Regions from separate parts of the Bombyx mori genome. Here region 2 is linked to region 1. A link is a contact called in public Hi-C data. All regions are on one chromosome and are shown on one strand. Each heading gives the region's core, a stretch centred on a gene start, on an enhancer-like site or on the middle of the called end of the contact. The rest is flanking DNA. Distances are from core to core; before and after follow the strand shown.

Region 1 (2,846 bases), core at 178-2,677:
CTGATCCCATGATGATCAGAAGGTCATTGATTATTATCATAATATACCAAATATTCAAGAACTCCAATCTTCCATCTAAGCTTAGGTCTCTGTCATATTGTCTTCTAAAGAATTGTACTGTTAATTCTTTTAGCAACTGTGCTCTGTAGAGTGCTCTGCTGCATAGCACAAACGAGGCTGCACAAATCAAAATAACTAAAATATTTAAAGTACTCCTGAGTATTTGGTCAATTTTATTATCCGTCACATAAGCTGTGTCGCCTTTACATTCTAGCTTGTGAGGTTCTGCTTCCAGAAACAAGGACATTTGTCCATCGTGATCTTCATTGTCAAATATTATTTCAACATCAAACCGGTAACAGTCTGGTGGAGTTATGGGACCGGCAGCCCTGAAGTTGATGGTTTTGATGGAAAACATTAATTTTGCTCTAACTAATGATGAGAAACTGATGTTCAATCCAGCATCTCTAATGTACGCTTCAGATTTGAAATCTTCATTATCTTTAATTGTGAAATTTATACAGGTCTCAAAGACTTCAGAGTTAAACTGGTAGCTCTCATTAAAGCCATAAATAATGCCTTGTTTATAGTTGTACTGGCAAAAGACAGGATCTGGCATAAAGTTATTTTCATCATTGTACGAATATGGGCCTATCGCATTAGATAAATTAGTATAACCGGCAACTGCATAGTCTAATGTATTGTAGAACTCATCGATTTTGTACAAAGCAAGTGGTCCTGCTCCCGGTGGATATGCGTTTATCTCACGTGTAGAGTCCCAGCCGAGTAAAAATAGATGCGAGAATGTGATTCTGTTATCCCATGTATAGTTCACGTGATTGTATCTGTTATGAGCGAATAAACATAGCTGAAAAGTCACAAGTACAATTTTGATTACCTGCACGACAAATTTGTAAGGAAATTTTCTCTTTGCTTTCCATTTCTCGATTGGATTCATAAAGAAAAACTGCAGTTTTCTACGCATTTTTTCTTCCATTTGAGTAGGCGGAGAGAACGAAGTCGATTGGTGAGGAAAATCTTGTTCATTGTTGGCATTCGGTCGAATTTCCTTTTTGTGATCGTCTTCGCCTTCAGAACAGGTAGTATCATCAGGGGCATGCATGATTTCATCCATGGATATAACTTCTAATATAATTTTCTAAAAAGACAAGGTCAATTTGTCACGAACGTTCGAACTTGTTTTTTTTACTATAATTAGAGTTTGAAACGCTACATGGAACTTAAGATTCGAATAATAGTAAAAATGAATTCGATTAATAATTAAAATAATGTTTCTGTTGTTCTTTGTTTACTTTCAAGGATTGAGTCCTCGATTTAAAATTGTCACTTGCACATTATACCAGAATGTCACGTGTTTTTTATTTATTAAATTGAATAAGCAAATGGTACCACGCAATAACTATTCTGTTATAAAAGGCGAAGTTGTTTTAGTTCCACAATAAGTAAAACTTAACAAAATTCACTGAAATAGAAATATAATGAAATGGGATGAACAAACTTCTCAGTTAAATGATGGGGTTCTCTTCTATCTATCAATATAAAAACATCGGCTTCTTGCGAGTTTAAGTGATAATCAGGTATTACTTTGCCGCTTTGTGAAGTAAACATTATAATAAAGTGAAATTAATTGAAGCTCATCAACAGGGTAAAAAAAAAATTGTTTCTTATCAATCGCAAAATATTGTATGTTATGTGTATGTATTAAAATATCGTAATTGTTGAGACTTCGGTAGATTTTTGGGAAGAACCCAGGAATCCCAGTCCAGTACTTTGTTCATGTACTCACCTTCACCTTCATGGACACTAAACGGTTTTTATATGTTTAAACTTGAATAAGCACAGAATTAACTAAACAAAACAATTCACAAAACTTCTGTATTCACTTTCATTCCAAAAACACTATTGCGGAGTAATTTCTACAGTAATATCACTTCCTTTTTCACCCAAACGGTTCGGTTTAATTTTGACAATTTTAAAAGACAGAACTGTATGGAATTATTTCCCTTTGTGTAACTAAATAAAACAAACCAACGGAATAATTTATGTTTGCCAAATGTCGAACGAAGAACACATCATTGCCTGTATGTATTACCTACTGTGATCATAAATTCATCGAGAATTTTATAAAAAATATATGGCAGACAGCGTAAATATTCAACAAAACATCTATCTACATATTCGGTGATGGCTCTTGCGGCAGAAAAGTTAATCAACAAAGAGAGGTACAATAATAATTTTAACAATATTTATTGTTACGTGATTTAGTTCGGGGAAAGTTGATGCCCACTCGACCCTATAAAATAAAACGTATAAAAATTACACATTTTCACATCTTAATTTTTTACAGTCTGATTGCAAATACATAAACAATTTCACAGCATTTCATTGAATAATGTATGTAAATAAACAATGTAATTGAGTATAAAAACAATATTTAGTCTATGAAAAATCTAATCACGAAATTATGTTGTTGCTTCAAATTCATAAACTTGAAAATCACTGCGACATTGAGACTTTAATTACAAATTCTTATACTTGAAAATCACTACGACATTGAGACTTTAATTACATGAAAAGTAAAAGTAGTATTTATTTTATTTACAAATATTACAAGACTAGATAACTATCATGGGATCTGGTATTTTAATTTCCTTGTAATTCAAAGTAAATATTTTTAAATCTCCACTCTACCTTTAGTACCCTAGATCTGCTGCTTTTTGGGTCTATTAGTTTTTTGATTTTACAGCTTCAATATGTATGTTAATGTGTAGGCTAAAATGTGAATGTTTTTCAAATACAAGTTATGGACATGGCAACAGATTAAG
Region 2 (2,846 bases), core at 235-2,734, 160 kb before region 1:
GGAGAATAGATTTCACTAGCAGCTTTCACACTTTCTAAGGCACCGCACTCATCACCAGCTTTAAGGTCTGTTCCGGGGTCTGGCAGCTGTGCAAAAACAACATCACCAAGAGATTCTTGGGCATATTCGCTAACCCCAACTGTACCTATATCTTTGTCTATTGTAACCCATTCATGTCTATCAGTATATTTCCTTGATGATCCACCTGTGCTGTACTTCAGGCATAACATACAGTATGTTTGTCTGATGTTTGACTGTAAATGATGCCTTAATTTGTAAGTTTTCACTATTTGTAATAAGCATCTCTGTATTGCCATTTTATCTGAAAGATGTAAATAAAATTCTTAGTTACCAGGTCATAAAATCCCTTAAAAAAAATTAAAATAAAATACTTTTAGTGTTGTACTAGTAGTTAAATGACATAAATAAAAATATAATAAAACACAATTATTACAAAAATTAATACAAAAAGACAATGCAACAATCTTCAGACAAAACATATATGAAGCTAATAAAAAACTGTCAAAGTAACCATTTTAGATAATGTAGGATGTAGGATGAGAAATGATTTTATTTATCAATACAATTATTAATATGACTGAAAGTATGTTAATAGCATGTAATCAGTATGTATTATGTACTGATATAATGGCCAAATGACATAGGAAACCATGATTATTATGATAAAACAAATTATAGGATAAACATGTCATTGCAAATTTCATATTTTAAATTAATTTCATAAATTTGCTTCAATCCTGCACTGGATTTGCAGGTAGATGTGATTTTGTTTTGTTTGATATATCCATTTAGTACAAGAAAATTGAGATTTCGATTCAAAATAAAATGACAGTTTTCTTGCTGAGCTCTCATTAACCATTAAAATTCTTAGTAACCATAAAATCATGTATAGATGATAAAGTGTAATAAAGCCTTAATTGAGACTGAAAATATATTCCACTAACTTCTAATCTGGTACTATCTACATTTGCGGTAGGCAGCGGCTTGGCTCTGCCCCTGGCATTGCTGAAGTCCATGGGCAACGGTAACCACTCACCATCAGGTGGGCCGTATGCTCGTCTGCCTACAAGGGCAACAAAAAAAAAAGAAAAAAAAATTCTTAAAAACTACAATTGAGAAATTCTGCGTTTTGATAAATCGAGAGCGATTTTGATCTGTATTTGTTGACTCTTAACTAAGATGAAAATATAGTTTTTTATGAGAAAAAATTAAAACAAAAATAATTATTAAACTCACTGTCAGTATTTTTTGTAGATCACAAATCGAATACTTTGGTATCTAAATGTAATCTGGAATTTTAGGTGTGCTTCGAATATATTAAGTGTATAATCTATGGGTGTGCTTTTTAATAGAATTAAAAATTAAAGCAATTCAAATAAAATGAGGTTATCTTTATTATTCCTTTTGAAATTTGACATTTGTCAGCTGCTTATTTTTTTTAAAGGATCTTATTTATGACCTGGTAACTAAGACTCTTAAGTCATGTTTCATTTTAATTTAAATTCTTAATTTTATGAAAAATGATAATGTGGAGTGAAATGAAAAATGTCACTGCTTAGTTCTGAGGGTTGTACAGTTTCATCTCGGTGGTAGAAAGCACTGCTTGTGTTCGGGTAAATGTCAATTTTTTGCCTAAAGGTATACCTCACGTCTGGTGTTAAGTAGTTACCGCAGCCCATAGACACCAACAACATAAATGGCCCCACTCATCTCGAAACGTCAATTGTAAGTCTCTGTAATATAACGACTGACCCGCCCTTCCCAACTAACAGCATTTCTTAGTGCTTCTTCATTAAATGCCAAAATTGTGCGAAGAACCTGTTTAATAATATTGTGTGTAAAACATTTTAGTTTTGGAAAACGCACAATTATTTTTATTGGCTTTTTAAGCAATGAGCCACCTGACAGCGGGGTCCAAGTGTTGGCAAGTGGTCACTATCTATCGTGGACATTAGTAAAATTAGCAGCACAGTCAAGCCGCTGTCCACTGCTAACAAATATTTTAACGGTTTCAATAATAAAATATTTTTCTGTTTAGTAGTAAGCAGGTACACTGGTACATACCTGGTACATACCTAGTGTTATGTGATGACTTCATTAAGATCATGTTCATTTGTTACTGAAACCCTTGGGTATTCAGACTTCGGTCATTTATTTTTTATTACAGACTGACCTTTTTTAAGTTTTTTAGGTAAAAAATTAAGTCCTTATTTTTATTCACCACCATGTAGGACATTTAATAAAACCATCAAGATAAATTATATTATATTTTGAAATGTAATCGGATTTGGAACTATTTTTTTATTTTTCGGAATTAGTCAGGCATCCCCATTTAAATCTTTAACGTGACAAACGTCAAGGCCGTCAATCTAAATAAACGTCAGTGACGAGACGACTTGTATTTCGCGAACCATGACTGAAAGATGTCAAAATAAGTTTGTAGAAAATTTTGTTAATCAAAATTATATTATTTGCTTCGGAATTACTAGTGCCTCTTTTGCTGTTATTTATTATTACAGGTCTATATAACGTAATACCCATTTTGTAAGTGAACTATCACATTCGAATAGTTTTTAACCCAGTTTTTTGTTTACAGATTTCACTTCGTAACTTTTGCGTTTAGTTATGTGTTGGGATGTGTGGCTTGTTATTATGGACTTAATTCGAATGTTCTGCACAATTATTTGTGTAAATTACAGTGCCATTTCTTTAGAGAAACACCGGAAGTAGTAGAGATCGAAGAAGTCAAGGTACTTGCAATGTTTACTTTGTTTGTTTATTTATATGAATACATTTATATGCTGTAGTTGACTGTTACTGTGTGC

What was found. A called contact is a pair of places that touch in the nucleus more often than the background predicts.
Region 2: a Hi-C map of posterior silk gland shows a contact between it and region 1, with 2.0 times the contacts expected there. The contact joins the promoter of LOC101737703 here to the promoter of LOC101738635 in region 1. A contact is called at or near these places in 3 of 7 Hi-C or Micro-C datasets (middle silk gland, posterior silk gland and whole pupa).

Annotation. Positions count from the first base shown.
Region 1 is chr11:18,443,470-18,446,315 of ASM3026992v2, reverse strand. LOC101738635 (mucolipin-3) reads right to left here and starts at 1,427. Exons shown (of 1, transcript XM_004932846.5): 1 at 1-1,427. The coding sequence starts at 1,135. LOC101737172 (lipid droplet-regulating VLDL assembly factor AUP1) reads left to right here and starts at 2,063. Exons shown (of 8, transcript XM_038013899.2): 1 at 2,063-2,243. The coding sequence starts at 2,206.
Region 2 is chr11:18,606,746-18,609,591 of ASM3026992v2, reverse strand. LOC101737703 (glycine cleavage system H protein, mitochondrial) reads right to left here and starts at 1,484. Exons shown (of 2, transcript XM_062671276.1): 1 at 1,258-1,484; 2 at 1-322. The coding sequence starts at 317. The region is part of intron 20 of LOC101736905; the gene reads left to right.